Regions from separate parts of the Mus musculus genome. Here region 2 is linked to region 1. A link is a contact called in public promoter capture Hi-C data. All regions are on one chromosome and are shown on one strand. The core of a region is the stretch at or near the end of the contact, and the rest is flanking DNA. Distances in the headings are between cores, read along the strand shown. Region 1 holds the start of Asrgl1 (asparaginase like 1). Region 2 holds the start of Plaat5 (phospholipase A and acyltransferase 5).

What was found. Promoter capture Hi-C pulls out the DNA fragments that hold promoters and counts their contacts.
Region 2: a contact with region 1 is called in a promoter capture Hi-C map of hippocampal neurons, with 4 times the contacts expected there. A contact is called at or near these places in 7 of 39 promoter capture datasets (cranial neural crest, hippocampal neurons, liver and 4 more) and 2 of 130 datasets of targeted methods (astrocytes and pancreatic cancer cells).

Annotation. Positions count from the first base shown.
Region 1 is chr19:9,130,613-9,138,368 of GRCm38.p6, forward strand. Asrgl1 (asparaginase like 1) reads right to left here and starts at 4,954. Exons shown (of 7, transcript NM_025610.3): 1 at 4,903-4,954; 2 at 4,175-4,375. The coding sequence starts at 4,942.
Region 2 is chr19:7,610,073-7,617,589 of GRCm38.p6, forward strand. Plaat5 (phospholipase A and acyltransferase 5) reads left to right here and starts at 2,465. Exons shown (of 6, transcript NM_025731.3): 1 at 2,465-2,758; 2 at 3,258-3,351; 3 at 4,463-4,571. The coding sequence starts at 2,611.

The DNA.
Region 1 (7,756 bases), core at 3,704-6,203:
AAAACAAAACAGAACAAAACCCATCAGTGTGTTTGTGTGCTCCAGGAAAGGGAAGAAGGTACTCACAATCAGAGTCTGTAAGTTCCTAATATACTTAAGTTAAATATACTCTTGTCATATGAAACCACAACCTTTCTTGAGTGCCTGAGAAGTAAAGCTTGTGTTCAAGTAAAAAAAAACCTCCACTTGTGTTTACAGAGGTGATTTAAGGCATTGGCGGGTGGCCTGTGTTCAGCTGGTGAACAGCTTGCTACAAGTGGTGGTACATCTACCTGGAGGGTCCAGCCTTTGATACTGTAATCAACATTGTCATCTCCAAAGTCGTCTCAAGAGCCACACAATTTGAATAAAAAATGTAAAAATTCAGGTTTCAAGCAAGTTTGTTGGGCTCCCTTTGTCTGTGATGAGCACACCTGCTATCAGAATACCGTTAGCTCTAAAAGGGTGCAGTCATTGACCCCTGTGGCTATGTAAGCAGAGCCCACATGCAACAATCACAAGGTTACCAACTCTTAAGGTTCCATTGTGACAATGGCAAAGGCAAAACTACAGGCATAGAAAACAGTTGCTAGTGGAGTCTAGGGTTGCATGAAGCGTAGCCTCACAGGGCTGTGGGACAACAGGACTTTTTCACATCTTCATTGAAGCAGTGGCTATTACACCATATGTTTGATATAGGCAGAACTATACATTGGGAGGAAGAGCTTTTTGCATGTAAATATATGGGATTAAAACATCATTAAAACTGTATGGGGGCTGGTGAGATGGCTCAGTGGTTAAGAGCACCAACTGCTCTTCCAAAGGTCCTGAGTTCAAATCCCAGCAACCATATGGTGGCTCACAACTATCCATAATGAGATCTGACACCCTCTTCTGGTGTGTCTGAAGACAGCTACAGTGTACTTACATATAATAATAATACATAATAAATCTTAAAAAACAAACAAAACAAATGTATGGGACTCTGATAGAGACTTCTGAATTTGATGACACCTCAGAATCACCAGGAGGTTTCAAAACAAAAGCAAGAAAATCAATTCTTAGCCCCTATTCATAAACATTTTCATGTTGGTTAGCTTCTAAAAATTTTAGATAAATTTGTTATGAATACAATTTTGTGTGCTTCAAAGTGCATGTCAATTTTCAATGTTCTGCATTTATCATTGGAAAAATATGTAGAAAAAAACAGTGTCTCTCTTTCTTTACTCACGGAATACTCTGGCCCTGTAATATGTAGCAGCCTATTCCTTGTTTTGTATTTTTATTTGTACTTTATGAGTATGAGTGTTTGCCTGTATGTCTATCTGTCCACTTTATGCATGCCGGTGTCCTCAGAGGTCAGAAAAAGGATCTGAACCACTGAGAAGTAAAGTTACAGTGTGAGCTTCCACGGAAGATTTTTATCTTATAGATGTTAAGGACTTACAAATGTTGAGTTAATCTTTATTGTAGATTAAATTCCTTTACTTGCAAGGAATTAAAAAGCAGATAAGGAAAACAATCTTGTTATCTTAAAGGCTGTGACATGTTAGCAAACCAAATTGTAGCAGAAGTAAAGTATTAGTAATTACAGCTTAACTCCTGTGAATGCAAAAGGTAATTAGTTAGTTGCCCATTTATGTTAATCTTTAAAGAATATTTTTAAGTTGAGTGTGGTGGCCTGTGCCTGTAGTTCCAGCTACTCAGGAGGCTGAGGTGAGAAGATCATTTGAGCCTTAGGAGTTTTGAGGCCAGCTATGGAAAATGCCAGACTCCATCTCAAATCAATCAATCAATCAATCAATCAATCAATCAATCAATCAAACAAACAAAAATAAAAATAAATCTAGCATAGACATTTAGAAGCTTAATTTTACAGTGTTATTTAATGTTACTTTTCAATGAACTAAGTATTAAGGAACAAGTTCTGAATATAAAACCAAGTTCACATTCAAACATGAATAGAAACACAGATGACATTTTCACACACACAAAGATAAGGTTAATATATGCTAATTAGGGCCATGGAACTCTTATCAGAACCCAGTGTTAGGTTTTTGAAGATTCCAAATAATTACCCAAACGATCTTAGCAGAGGCCACTGGGATACTGTTTCTACTGACCACAGCTGGAAAGAGCAGATGGAAAAGACAGAGTCCAGGCTACTCATCTTTAGGCATCTGGAAGTGGGAGACCCACAGTGAGGCAACCTTGGGGAGCAACTGCAGAAGTTCCCTGATCTGCACTGCCTCAACTAGTGTGGAGGAGGGACCCTGTTAGGCTATGGACCGTCACAGGAGGGATCCTTTTAGGTTAGAGGTCACCAGAGACCTAACCGAACCAGCCTCTTCAAGGAAAGGTTCTGGAAGTGTAGTCTGTCCGGAAGTCTAGAAACAACCCTGAAAGTGAACTCAAATGCCTCAGTCCACAGACAGATTAACTTACAAGAGTTTTCAGTAAGTATCAGAGTGCCTGACAAAGGCTAGGAGACAGAGAAAACAGCTCCCCATGGCGGTCTCTCTGCTTGTCTCCCACTTTCAGATGCCTAAAGATGAGTGATGCTGTAAAGAAGGAGGTCAAGAGGTTGAGCTGCCGAAGTGGGACTGGTAACAGCAGAATATCTGCCTGGACTGTCTTTCCCATCTGCTGTTTCCAGCTGAGGTATCCCAGTATCTCAGCAGCCTCTGCTAAGACCCTCTGGGAAAATAAATATGTGATGGTTAATTGGTTAAGATAGCCTGAAACTTTTTTCCCCAAGACAGATGGTGGTACAGTTCTAAAAAGCATTTTAATCTTAAGATCTTAGGGTTTCTATTTTAAAACAAAAGAAATGAATGTTTGCCCAGTAAATTAATCAGCAGTGTTCTGATAGATAAACAAAATAATTATGCTTACTTTACAGCACTAGAGAGTACAGTCTTTTGAATTTCTTAGACCACTGCTACCTGGGTCTTGTAGACACATTATGACAATTATTTTCCTAGAACATGGCCAAACACAAAATAATTCACTCTGATTGCATTTCTATGACTTTTCGGAAACACAAACTCATTTCTTCTGAAGGAAGGAGTGGGAAAGAGCTTTGGGGCTTCTCTCAGCACCTCCCTTCTGACAGTGATGTGGGAGTCCCCTCCCCACATCATGCTCTGGCAGACACTGACCTTCTGACACTAGCTGCCTTGAAGAGTCTGATCCCACATCAGACTAAGGGGTTTTCTCCCACAAGAATGCTTCCTTACTTCAGATGCCAATTTTTAAATAGTAGCTTCTCTATAATTTCTGCCAGACAACTGCAAGCCAGTCTCCTGCTAGGGCTTCCTTTTCTAGAGCAGTTCACAGACTCAGATGTCTTACTAGTGTGTCATATAAAGGAGGCAGTTCAACACTGAGATGAACAAACACCGGGCAGGGTCTGGAAGGGTGCTGGGTATTGGGCCCACTTTTGCTGTGGAGCTGGGACTGGCATACGACCATACTCACCAATTTGGAGGTTTTTCCCATCCCCAAAATTCAGGGATAGTTTTTGGATTGCTTCATTGTGGGGGCCCCTTTTTCTTTTCTAGAAGATGAGAGGGGCTGTAAATCTCAAATTCCCACTTAGGGCTTGGTCTGTAAAATGATCAGTCTCCACCTAGAGACCTATCCAGAGTCAATTTTCTAGTCAGAAGATGATTAGTGACTTTACTGTTTAGCAGGGACCGGATATTATAATAAAAGATTCTCCCAGCATCTGTTTCAAGATTTTTGAGCTTAATTTGGGGGAGGCAGAGAAAACACACAGATGCAGAGGGGTAGAGGGAGGGAATGTACACACAGGTCTCAAAGCCGAAATGGCTACATTTTATGGTATGTAGAGTCTACCTCAAGACCCACAAATACCAAAAGTCTACACCTGTAAAGCCAGCACTTGGAAGGCTGAGGCTTGAAGATGGTTTCAGGCTATGGAGGGCTCTCCAACAAGATGCCTGGCTTTTAGTATTGAATTCTTAGGGGGCAGGCTATATAAAAGGCGAATTAACAGACTTAAAAAAAATTCTCAAAACAAGTTGCTTAGTGCAAAATGAGGAAATTCAGCACTGCATCTTGCTCTAGAGTATTATTTGACCACAAAGCCAGTCAGACTGAAGGATACCGCGTCGGTGTGGACAGGAACTTGCTCCGATTTGGCATTATTCACCTGGCAAGCATAATTTACCTGCGTTGAACTCTGGGTCGTTTTCCAGGACAGTCACGGCTCCTTCCACAGCATCTACCGCGCTCCCTCCCGCCTTGAGGATTTTGTAGCCCTCGGTTGCCGCTCTGGCGATGCCCTCGCGCACCAGCTCTTTCCGGTTGGCTGAGATGTTGCTTGCTCCGCCACCATGGACTACCACCACGAGACTCACATCGATGGAGGCTAGGCATCAGGAAGAGGCGAGTGTCATTTTGTACCGGTCCAAGGGAACCAACTCAAGTGAGCAGCAGCGTCAAAGTTGTTTCCGTTCAGTGTCGTCCGTCCCCCCCCCCCCCCCCCCCCCGCTCAGTGAGAGTTTTGTTACAAAACCCCAAAGCGACCCAAGCCTCCCAGCATTCCTCCCCATGCTCTCCCACTCCGACCTGGCAGGGGCATCTGTGGCTCAGAAAGCCTGGTGTCAAGACTCCGAGCCTGCGCTTGTGCCACAGCGCTACCCCTCAGCCTCAGTTTCCCCAGAGAACACCAGCCTCTATTTCGGCGCCAGTACTGAGGTCGCATGTATCAGAGCTCCAGCCCTCCTCCCAGGAATCTCTCTGTGCCTCAGTTTCCCGGGGTCCGTGCTCTCTGTTCCAGTTCACTCCACCTAGGGTCCGGGGTACCCTGAGGACTGGACTTCCCCACGTCCTTCGGACCTGAGCTCCTCGTCTCTGGTAAATCCTACATTTTTGTTCTTGTTTCTTTTCCCATACCTCGGACTGGCGGCGCCACGGTGCCGCGGGCGCACGCCATGATGTCAAACTGGCCAAGCCACCAGGCAGCAAACCGCTCCGCCTGCAACCGCTCTGCAGGCAACGGTTCCGCGCTTGCGCACGAGGGTGGGGGCCCGGGGCGCTGCTGAGTTACCGTAAAGCCCCGGGGTCCCTAGCGCTGCGCACCAGCCTTCCGGGACTCCAGATCTAGAATAACATTGCTTTTCTACTTCCCTAGTAGCACGCGGGACCCTTTGTCTCCTTTGCCTTGAAATTATCGCATGCTCTTAAGTCTTGCTAGTTAGAATGCTACATTAAAACCTTTTCCCTTTAAGTTCCCCATCTTAATCTTTCGGAAGAGAAGAAAATAAAGTATACCTCTGCCTCTAATTTGACAGATTCTGTTCATTAGACACTCTGAGAGCCCAGAAATCCCAGCTCCTCTCCTCCTCTAAGTCTAGGGATGCCAGCTCTAAATCCTTTCATCTCTCAGTGCCCTCTTTTTGTTGACATTTCTTCTTTCCTTGCTTCCAGCAGTTGTGGCGGCAGGGGTAGAAGACCAAACACTTCGTATTCACCAAAGGGATCCTAGAGTCTAGTTTTGTTCTGATAGTCAAAGAGGGAGAACAGATGCCAGTGACATCTACAGGTTTCTGTAGCAGTGACACCTAGGAAGAATGCCCTGCTTTATTATGTAAAGCAATTTTACTTGAATTATGAGTTTGTTTTTTTCTCACAACCTTTGTTTTCTAATTTTAAATTTACTGAAGCAATATTTTATTTTCGTTATCAATCGCTTTGTACTGTTTATTGGCTAGATGAGTTGGTGTCAAAGATAGACTTTCATTTTGCAAGTCCTTCTCTCTTTAAGGTGGGGCAACCCAGGCTCATATGTTAATGAAAAGGGCTGACCTTGTGTAAGACTTCCCAACCATTACTTCTGTAGACCTCAATAAACCTCAATAAAGATGGCTTCAAATGGTCAGGACCCGGTGGGTAAGTGCCAATTTTCCTAATATTTTTTCTTGTTTCCATCTTACCACCAACTAGAGAAAAGTTGTATCTGATTCCCCTAACCATCACAAAGGGCCATCTTTTCTAGTTAGTCTATCCCTAGCTTCCCTAGGCCAAGAGCATCCAAACAGGACACAGCCTGTTTCCCCATAGAGCCCTTTCCTACCCGTTTGCCTGCTTCTGAGTCTCTACCAAAACCAGTGGCTGGTTGGTTCCTTTGCATTAGCAAGGTTTGAGTAGATTTGTCTTGTCCTCATTGGGGTGGGTTTCATTTATTGTGTTTATTTGCTACATAATTAGAGATTTCTGCTTGAAGAAAGATCATATGCAAAAGAGATGTTGGAGAAGGGACCAGCCTTTGATTCTGGAAACCAGAGCATCAGGTCTGGTATTACCCAGTCTTGGTTGCCTGTCCACCTCCTTCCACAGTATTCTATGCTTTCCCACTAGTGATATCTTCACCCCTTTCTCTTTCTTCGAGAGACTTTACATCAGAATGTGAGGCTCTAAGAGTGGCTCTGCTATAGAGAGGAGTTTGAATTTGCTCTAGTTAAAAAGAAATTGAGATGGTCTCATACATTACACTCTGGCCTCAAACTTACTATGTAGTTGAACCTTGTAGGCATAATTTTTATTGTATACCGTGTAAAGATTATCCTTCTATTATTCAAAAGCTGATTTCTCTGTCCCCATATCTAGTTGCAATCCAGACAGGGCATTGTAATGCTTATTCTAAGTATCTTCTGCTTCAGTGTTGCATAAGCATTGCTCCCCATTTAGTCTCTGATTTGTCAATAAGAGTTGACCAGCCAATGACTGAGCAGGAGAGAGGACAGGCCTGGACTTTCTCCCTTCCTTTTTTTTTTTTTTTTTTTTTTTTTTGCAGGTTATATCTTTTCTAGGGTAAAATGCTTTCTGGTAATAGAAAAAAATACATTTCAATTGAAATAAGAAATTCTTTTGAAAACTTGAAACTAAATATACCTTAATGGATAAATACACCTATTTCTCCTACTCCCTCTATATATATTCAAAGTTTACATGTATTTATTTTTAGACCATAGAAGACTTTCATTTTGAATTTCAGCCTGTCTTTCCCAAGCCGCTTTAAAAATTTGAATCATTGTAATTCTTATATTCCTGTCCTGCTTATTGACAACCTGGACAGACTGTGACTGTTCTTGATAATATTTTACAATACTCTTCTCAGAAGCATTCTTTATTTTATGGTTTATTTCTGAGTTTGGAGGAATGTTAATCTGTGTTTTCCATTGCTTCAGTAAATCACACTTTTATAAATTCTTGGCTATAGTAGCCACACATGACTTTAATTTATCTATTTATCCTTCTGGCCCTATACACTCCATCCATCTTTGTTTCACCTGAGATAAAGTTCTAACATTTACCCCCTGAAAAGGCCAATCTGGATGTCAAGATTTTGGTGAAATTATTGATACATCTGCTCCCATGTCTACTAAGCCTTCAATTTCAATGCCATTTATTTGTATTTTCAGCTTAGGTCTCTGATCATTTATAGTAGTTTGCCAAAACACTTGCTTTTGATCTCTCCTGAATTTTTTGTTTTAGCCACTAAAGGTGTTTTGACCTTGATTACCCAGAGAAGTGTTGTTTTAAACAATAGGCATTAAATCTTTTAATTGCTCTGTGGCTGAGTTTCTCTGATGCTGAGAGGGAATGATTAAATCAAATTTTATATCAGGGTCTTCGAGAGGCCCTCTTGTGCATGTCCTTGATGGCCAAGGGTTACTTTGCTTATCCCTTGTTGATCTGCATTTGTTAGTCCAGTGCTGGCCTTTGCCACAATTTCTATATACTCCTG
Region 2 (7,517 bases), core at 1,215-3,714, 1.5 Mb before region 1:
TGTACCCAACCATGCCCACCAAGCAGAGCACACACTGCAAGTGGCACAGGCTTTTCTCTCTCAAAGCCCACCACAATCAGCAAGGCCACACACCCTAAGCCTCCCTATATTAGTCAGGGTTCTTTAAAGGAACAGAACTGATTGAATGAATGAATAAATACCATGAGTAGTCCTATGATGGCTGTCTCATGATGGAAAGACCAAGACTCCAGTAGTCAGTTAATCCTCCAGAGTAGATATTTTTGCAGTCTTGATCTGGTGCTTGGAGTCTAGAAGGAGCCCGGAAGAGCTGCTGGTCTTTAGTCTCTGTTGGAATCTTGAAGACTCAGGTTCTAATACTACCGAAGGAATGCTGCAGCAGCAGGATAGATGAACTTGCTGCCACTGAGAGTAAGGACAAGTAGGCAAAAAGCAGAAGCTTCCTTCTTCTATGTTTTGTAGTGTGTGTGTGTGTGTGTGTGTGTGTGTGTGTGTGTTATCAGAAAGTCCGTTCCAGAGTTAGGGTGGAACCTCAAATAAAAATAAATCCCTCACAGGTGAGTCAGCTGCCTGGGTTTTAGCTGATTTCAGATGCAGTCAAGTTGGCAACCAAGATCAGCCATCACACTCCCCAAGCAGAACCATGAACCAGGGATAAGTGTTCAAATATCTGAGCCCATTGAGCATTCATTCAAGCCATTGTAGCATCTATAACAAAGACTCGTGTAGATAACAAAAATGCCTCAAAGTTCTCCAGGCTAGGATGCTCAGGACCAGTGCCAGTAGATTCAGCATCTGATGAGAGCTGTGTTCAGGGTCATAGATGGCAATGCCTAGATAACCTACGTGGTGAAGGAGGCTTCCAGCTCAGTAGGGGTCTTTTTGTTTTTTTAAAATAAAGATACAGGTCCCATTCATGAGGAGTTTGCCCTTGGGGTCTAAGTTCTCAAAGTCTTTCACCTACTTAACCTACTTAGGGTTAGAATTTCACTCTGAATTTTGAAAGGACACAGATATTCAAGCCAGCCATCATTTTAAAAATGAAGCTTCAGGGCTGGTGAGATGGCTCAGCGGTTAAGAACACTGACTGCTCTTCCAAAGGTCCTGAGTTCAAATCCCAGCAACCACATGGTGGCTCAAAACCACCCGTAAAGAGATCTGACTCCCTCTTCTGGAGTGTCTGAAGACAGCTACAGTGCACTTACATATAATAAATAAATAAATCTTTAAAAAAAAAATGAAGCTTCAATCATGAAAAAACCCCAAGGTATTAGGTTTGCAAAAGGGGGTTTGGAAAAATAGTTAAAAGGTAAGAGGATATCAATGGCTAGAGAAAGTATTTTATTCAACCGCAAAGAAGGACTTTTCATTGTTTGTAGGAACATGGAAGGAAAGGGGGATCATGTTTATCAAACTATGCCAGACTCAGAAAGACAAGTAGCATGCATGCTGTCATGCGTGGACTTTGGGAATAATAATTGTAAGGCCAGGAATGTCTGAGGGGGGCTGTGAAGGATGTGGAGAGAAATTGAGGTGAGATGATTTTGAGGGAAGGAGACTTGAATAGTGAAGTTGACCAAAGCACATCAAACACATAAATGGAAAGTACATGACTTTGTAGAGTGCAAGTTTGCGTGGATAGAGTCACTGTATGTACGCAGTCCTGAGACTGAAAATGGGGATCCCTTGAGCTCAGGAGTTCAAGGCCTGCCTGCCCAGCAGAGCGAGGTCCCATAGTAAAAAACTAAGGAAAAGACAAAGGACACATTAGACTGTGGAGACAAAGGACACATTAGACTCAGGGAGGAGGGAGAAGATGGATGGAAAGCAGGGGACGTAGGTGGGGCTTGTGTACTGGGTGTGTTCCCATCTTTGTGTAAACATTGTATATTTATTTGGCTTTCATTTCAAAAAGATTTATTTAATGTGCATATGTGTTGTCCACATATGTCTGTATACCATGTGCACGCCTAGAGCTAGTGGAGGCCAGAAGAGGGCGTCAGATTCTCTGGAACTGGGTTTATAGACCTTTGTGAGTCGCCAGGTGAGCGCTGGAAGCCTAGTCTGAGTTCTCTGCAAGAGCAACAGATGCTCTGAACCCTAGCCATCACTCCAGCTCCCGTGTTTCGCTTTTGTGTCTCATGCTAGCGGAGGCTTGCCTGGATGTCACTGTGTAGAGAAATTGAAATTCCCAGCCTTTATAATCCGGTCTCAAAGCCCTCGGTGTGTTTGGTTAGTCAGTAACTCTCGACTTCTCCAGCGGCCTCAGGTGCTGCCTCTGGGACTTTGGGACCGCGTCTTTGCGTGACTCATGAATGACCTAACTCCTGCGTGGAGCGCCTGCCTTTCCGTTGAGTTGCTGGGGCGCCTTCCTCCGCGCCAGTGTCTACGCATACGCTTACTGCACAGTTGCAGCGGCCCACACCCCACCCGCTCCCGCGCGCGCCCTCATTCCGCGCGTCCCGCCCCACGCGCTCTCGCCGCCGTTTGACACGCGCTCCCTGGAGGCGACGCCCCACCTCTCTCACCTCCGTTCCAGCCCCGCTGGCCCCAGTGCCCATGATCCCGGGGCTAGGCGGACCCTGGTCCGCACCTCCCTGCAGGCGCGTTGTCCCTGCTGGCCCCAGCGGGATGGGCCTGAGCCCAGCAGCCAGCGGGGAGTTCGGGATCCGCCTTTCCAGGGTCCCATGGCCACGCCCCACGCAGATCTCGAAGACCTCAAGTACAGAGTCAAGTGACACCCAATCTGCAACTGGACAGTCAACTGTACCCCACTCAGGTCTGCCCCAGGAGTCCCAGGAGTAGGGTCTCTCCCTCGAGATCTTTGAGGGTAATTCCCAGCGGTTGGCCCCTGCCAGAAATGGTTTGGCAGTTGCTTGCGTCTAGACAGCCCCCATACAAATTTTATGGAGGGCAAAGCAGGAACCGACACAGTTCTAATTCTTATTTTATACACACACACACACACACACACACACACACACACACACACACAGATATAATTTTTTTTTGAGACAGGGTTTTGCTATGTAGCCCTGGCTGGCCGCAAACTCTTACTATGTAGATCAGGTTGGCCTGGAACTCACAGAAATGCGTCTGCCTCTCTGCCTTCAGAGTGGTGGGATTAGAGGCATTCACCACCACACCTGGCTTTAGACACCATTCTAAATCAGAACATGCAGCCCACTTTTGACTCGAGTTGGTCTTTCATGGGGCTCCCTCCTTCCCCCATAGAAGGCAGCTGTGTATTAAATCACACCCCTTCCCTCCTGAACTAGACTCAGCGAGTTCTCAAGCGCTGTTGGTCCAGTTCTTGCCGAAGCAACTCAAGCAAGACCGCCGATTAGAACAGGCCCGAAGCTTTCAGCAGGGGTAAGAGTCTTACTATGAGGACTGGGGCTTTGGGTACCAGAAGCATTTTTGAAGATCTTATTTAGATGCTAGTTCTGCAGAACACCATACCCACCCCCTAACCTGCCTCCTCCAGATGGTTTCTGCCAAGGACAAACTAGTGAGTAGCGCCTGCTGGGTAAGATTGAACTAGGCTGCAGACCTGATGACTGTTGGCGTATCTTGTGGAAGTTTTTACCCACAAGACCACTCTCCAGACTCATCAAAGTTGAGTGAGTTTGTAGGAGTACAAACCAGTGAAAAATTTAGGAGGTTTGTGCCTGGGCATTAGGTTGGGGCAAGGAGAGGAGGTTTGAGGCGTTTTGCATTTTATTATACTCTATTATGTACCGTCTTCTCTCCTTTTAAGATCAGTGTGTATCACTCACTGATAGAGATTTGAAAAGAATAATGTGCAAATTAGAAAATAATCAGAAAGCTCTGACCAGAGGGGGAAGGGAGAATGAATAATAGAATTTATTTGAGAATAAGTTCATAGTCCAGTGCAAAATGCACACACCTTGTGGAAACCAGCAGCCCATTCCAAGGAATAGAGAAGAGGAAGACACATTTAGAGTTGAATCGAGGAGAATTAAAGTTGCTGTGAATAAATCATCTTTGGCCACAGGTTTAATTATAACAGGGGTGTTTAGGGACCAGCAGGGTATGCCAATCCAAGATGAATGATTGCTGGGCAGGGGTGTCCCCTGAGAAGCAACATTGTGGCAGGACGTGGTGCTCTTTGTGCAAAGTTATGGCTTGTGGGATTCCTCAAAGTAGCTCTTGCCAGCAGTGCATGCCAGCACTCCCTATGGCTGCATTTTTGTCTGAATTTGAGACCAGGGACTCCATTTTGAATGTGACACTTCTCACCTACACACTCAGTTTTAAGCAATTGGAGACAACCAGGGCGAAGCTGTTGAACTGTATGAAGGCGAATGAATGTCTTCATAGAGTCAAGTTTGCAGGTGTGTGTGTCTCTTTCGATGACAAAACTGAAAGGTGTCTTAAAAGCACAGATCTGTTCAGTCACACAGACTTTCCAACAGCCGTGGAACGATGTTTACAATGTGATTGCAAAACCATTTTCTAGAGAGAAGCCGGAAACTAGTTTGGAGCTCACACCCAGCAAGAAGAGGACAGAGCTGATTCCAACATCAAATTCAGAGATCGAAAGCACACAAAAAAACCAAGCAGTTGAGGTGCGTATCCCAGGAATCCATAGGATGAGTGTTTTAGTTTCTTGGTCATTGCTCACTGCATCGTGTTTTACTCTGCGTCTAATAAATATCTGCACCGACATGAGAGATTGGTTATGTGTTTTTTAAAGTAGATTTCCTGAGGCACATTTAGCCCATATTTAAATTCTAGATTTTTAAAATATGCAATTAGACACATTCTGATATTGTTATGTTAGAGCTGAAAAGAGAAAAATGGCAGGTTCCTGGGAAGGAGCTGACATGAGATTACCCTGCTCCCTCAGAAGACCTTTATTAGGAGGAGAGAGAGCTTCACAATGTGGGGGGGGGGGCAGCATCAGGCCTTGGAGCGGGAGAGCTGGAGAGCTGGAGAAAGAGAGTGTCTTAGCAGCCACAGGCCTTGGAGGAAGAGAGTGCTGACCCTTCATATCCTGAGAGCAAAGGCGTTTCTAACTCTTACAGGGTTTGGAAGTGTGTGTGTGTGTGTGTGTGTGTGTGTGTGTGTGTGTGTGTGTGTGTGTGGTGGGGTGGTGGAGGGGGGAGGCATCATATCACATGATCTATCTTGGCCATGTCACTGTACCTAAGGGCATGGTGGCAGGCACAAGGTAGGACCGTGAATTTGTCCTGTAGCTCCAGGGGATGGGGTTGGTGAAGGGCTTCAAGGCCATAGAGCAACCTGTTTCTTATCACCTCTCTGTCTCAGACAAGGGAGCTGCAGGGGCACACGGCCTGGTTTTTGAGTAGGGGGAGGAGAATGAACGTGCATGAGCCAGCAAGAGGGTCTGTGGTCTCACAGATACACGTATTCAAGTGTGAAACCCTTTGCCATCATACACATCCATAAGCATGTTTTTTTTTAATTTTAATTTTTTTGTTTGTTTGTTATTTTTTGAGACAGGGTTTCTCTGTATAGCCCTGGCTGTCCTGGAACTCACTCTGTAGACCAGGCTGGCCTCGAGCTCAGAGATCTGCCTGCCTCTGCCTCCCAAGTGCTTGGATTAAAGGCATGTGTCACCACTGAACATGCCTGCTTGTCGTCTCTTCCCTGTTGCCCCCATGCCTCTATCTCCAGGCAGCGATCAGTCTGCTTTCTGGCAGTTGTAGATTAGTTTGCATTTTGTAGAGATGGTGCATGTATCTAGTTTTAAGACATTTTTTTGCACTGATTGATTGATTGATTGATTGTGTATGGGGATATGGCACATGGGGTGGGGTGGGGGCAGAGGACAGCTTGAAGAAGTTGATCCTTACCTACCATGCGGATTCCAGGATCAAATTAAGATTTGGCTGCAATGTCTTTTACCGGCTGAGCCATGTTTTCTGGTTCTCTAAGCCTTGGCTTTAGTGAGGAGTTCGGGGTCTGCTGGAGACCTCAGCTGTAAGCTACCACTGGCTAGTTTACTATGACCTTGTGATCCTTTCATTTAAATGGTCTCTTTAGCAGAAGAATCCTAATAGCCACACGTTTTCCTTTCTTATTACATAGCAGAAAAGTGTGTGATTGGTCTGTATATCAATTATTTTGGGTTATAGAGATGTCAGTCATCCTAACATTTTTACAGGACCAATGCTTGTGTCTCTAATGCCACAACCAAAGAGAATTTCTGGCTTTCCTTAAAGGCTCTTCCACAGGGTACTGCAAACATTTCTGTCAGTGTTGGGGGTCTGTTCAAATGATACTTCCAAGGAAGAATTTATATAAACACAGAACAGCACTAGTTGGCAATAGTTATGAATATTCATAAGACCTTCATATTGCACAATTCAAACATCCTCAGTGGAGTGCTTGCCAAGTCAGATTTGTTTTTCAGTAAGTATTATGGGGCAGAAAGTCCCTGCTGCCTCTGGAGCTACAGGGAAGCTATTGCTTTGAACACTTAAGATCCCTCTGAAACAATCGCAAAGACTTGTGCTATGGATGATGAGCTCCAAGAATGCTGTGCTGTACTGTGGAAGTGCTTACACGGCACTTTGTTAGTTGCAGGACAAAGAAACGAATGAACTTACCAGATACAGTGGTAGGGTGGATGGGCAAGTGGTTCCAGCCAAGCCGGGGACTTCCAGTTAGAGGCTTCAGATGCTGTCTGACCACAGCCTCAGCACTTGGATGGGTAAAAGCTAGTTCTGAAGGGTCCGTTGTATGGTTCTGATAGCCACAGGGATGATGTTAGGTCAGACAAGGGCTGGCTTTCCAAAGGGACTAAACATATCCCAAGATAATTTGCATTTTAACTCCCTGTAACCATGAAATTTCCTCATCTGCTTTGTAGAATCTTTAGCACAGGTGCGATTCCCTTCCCCCCCATCCCTCTGTTTCTCTTTTGGAGGCTTCCTCTCACACTCCTAAGTAATGGTCTCTCCCTCCCAGCTCCCTGTGGTGACTCTGATGTCTGGTTACATACCAGCTAAAGAGTTAGTATGCTTTATAAATGGACCAAGCACCTTGGGTTTGGTTCTCCTAGAGTTGAAAGTAACACTCTTACTGTGGCCTTGTTCTTGCCACCTGCCCCCTGCCCAAGGCAAGAACAAAACTCTCTCCCCACTTCCTTGCTCCATGCCCACTTGATTTGATTTAGGATGCCTTTAGAGTCTGGCGTTTAACTTGGGTGAGGGCCTAGAGCCGAGTTGTCAGCCTATGCCAAAGAAATAAGCAGTGGGTGCCTGGAGGGCTTTGAAATAACAGTGTATGTCAGACAGGGTGGAGTCAGACAGAGTCAGGGTAAAGGACTCAGAAACTGAACACTGGAGTGTTGGTCGGGGTTGGAGGCCACTTTGGAGGGTAGATATAAGTTCCCACTTTCCCCAAAAATTTGGAGAATGAGAGAACTTAAGGAGAGGGACCTTGAATTTAGGGTGAATAACTCCACTTTACTAAACTGTCTAGTGACAAACTCCCCCAAACTCAGTAAACTTATTTGTTTAATGAGCATAGGGGTTGTGTCTGCA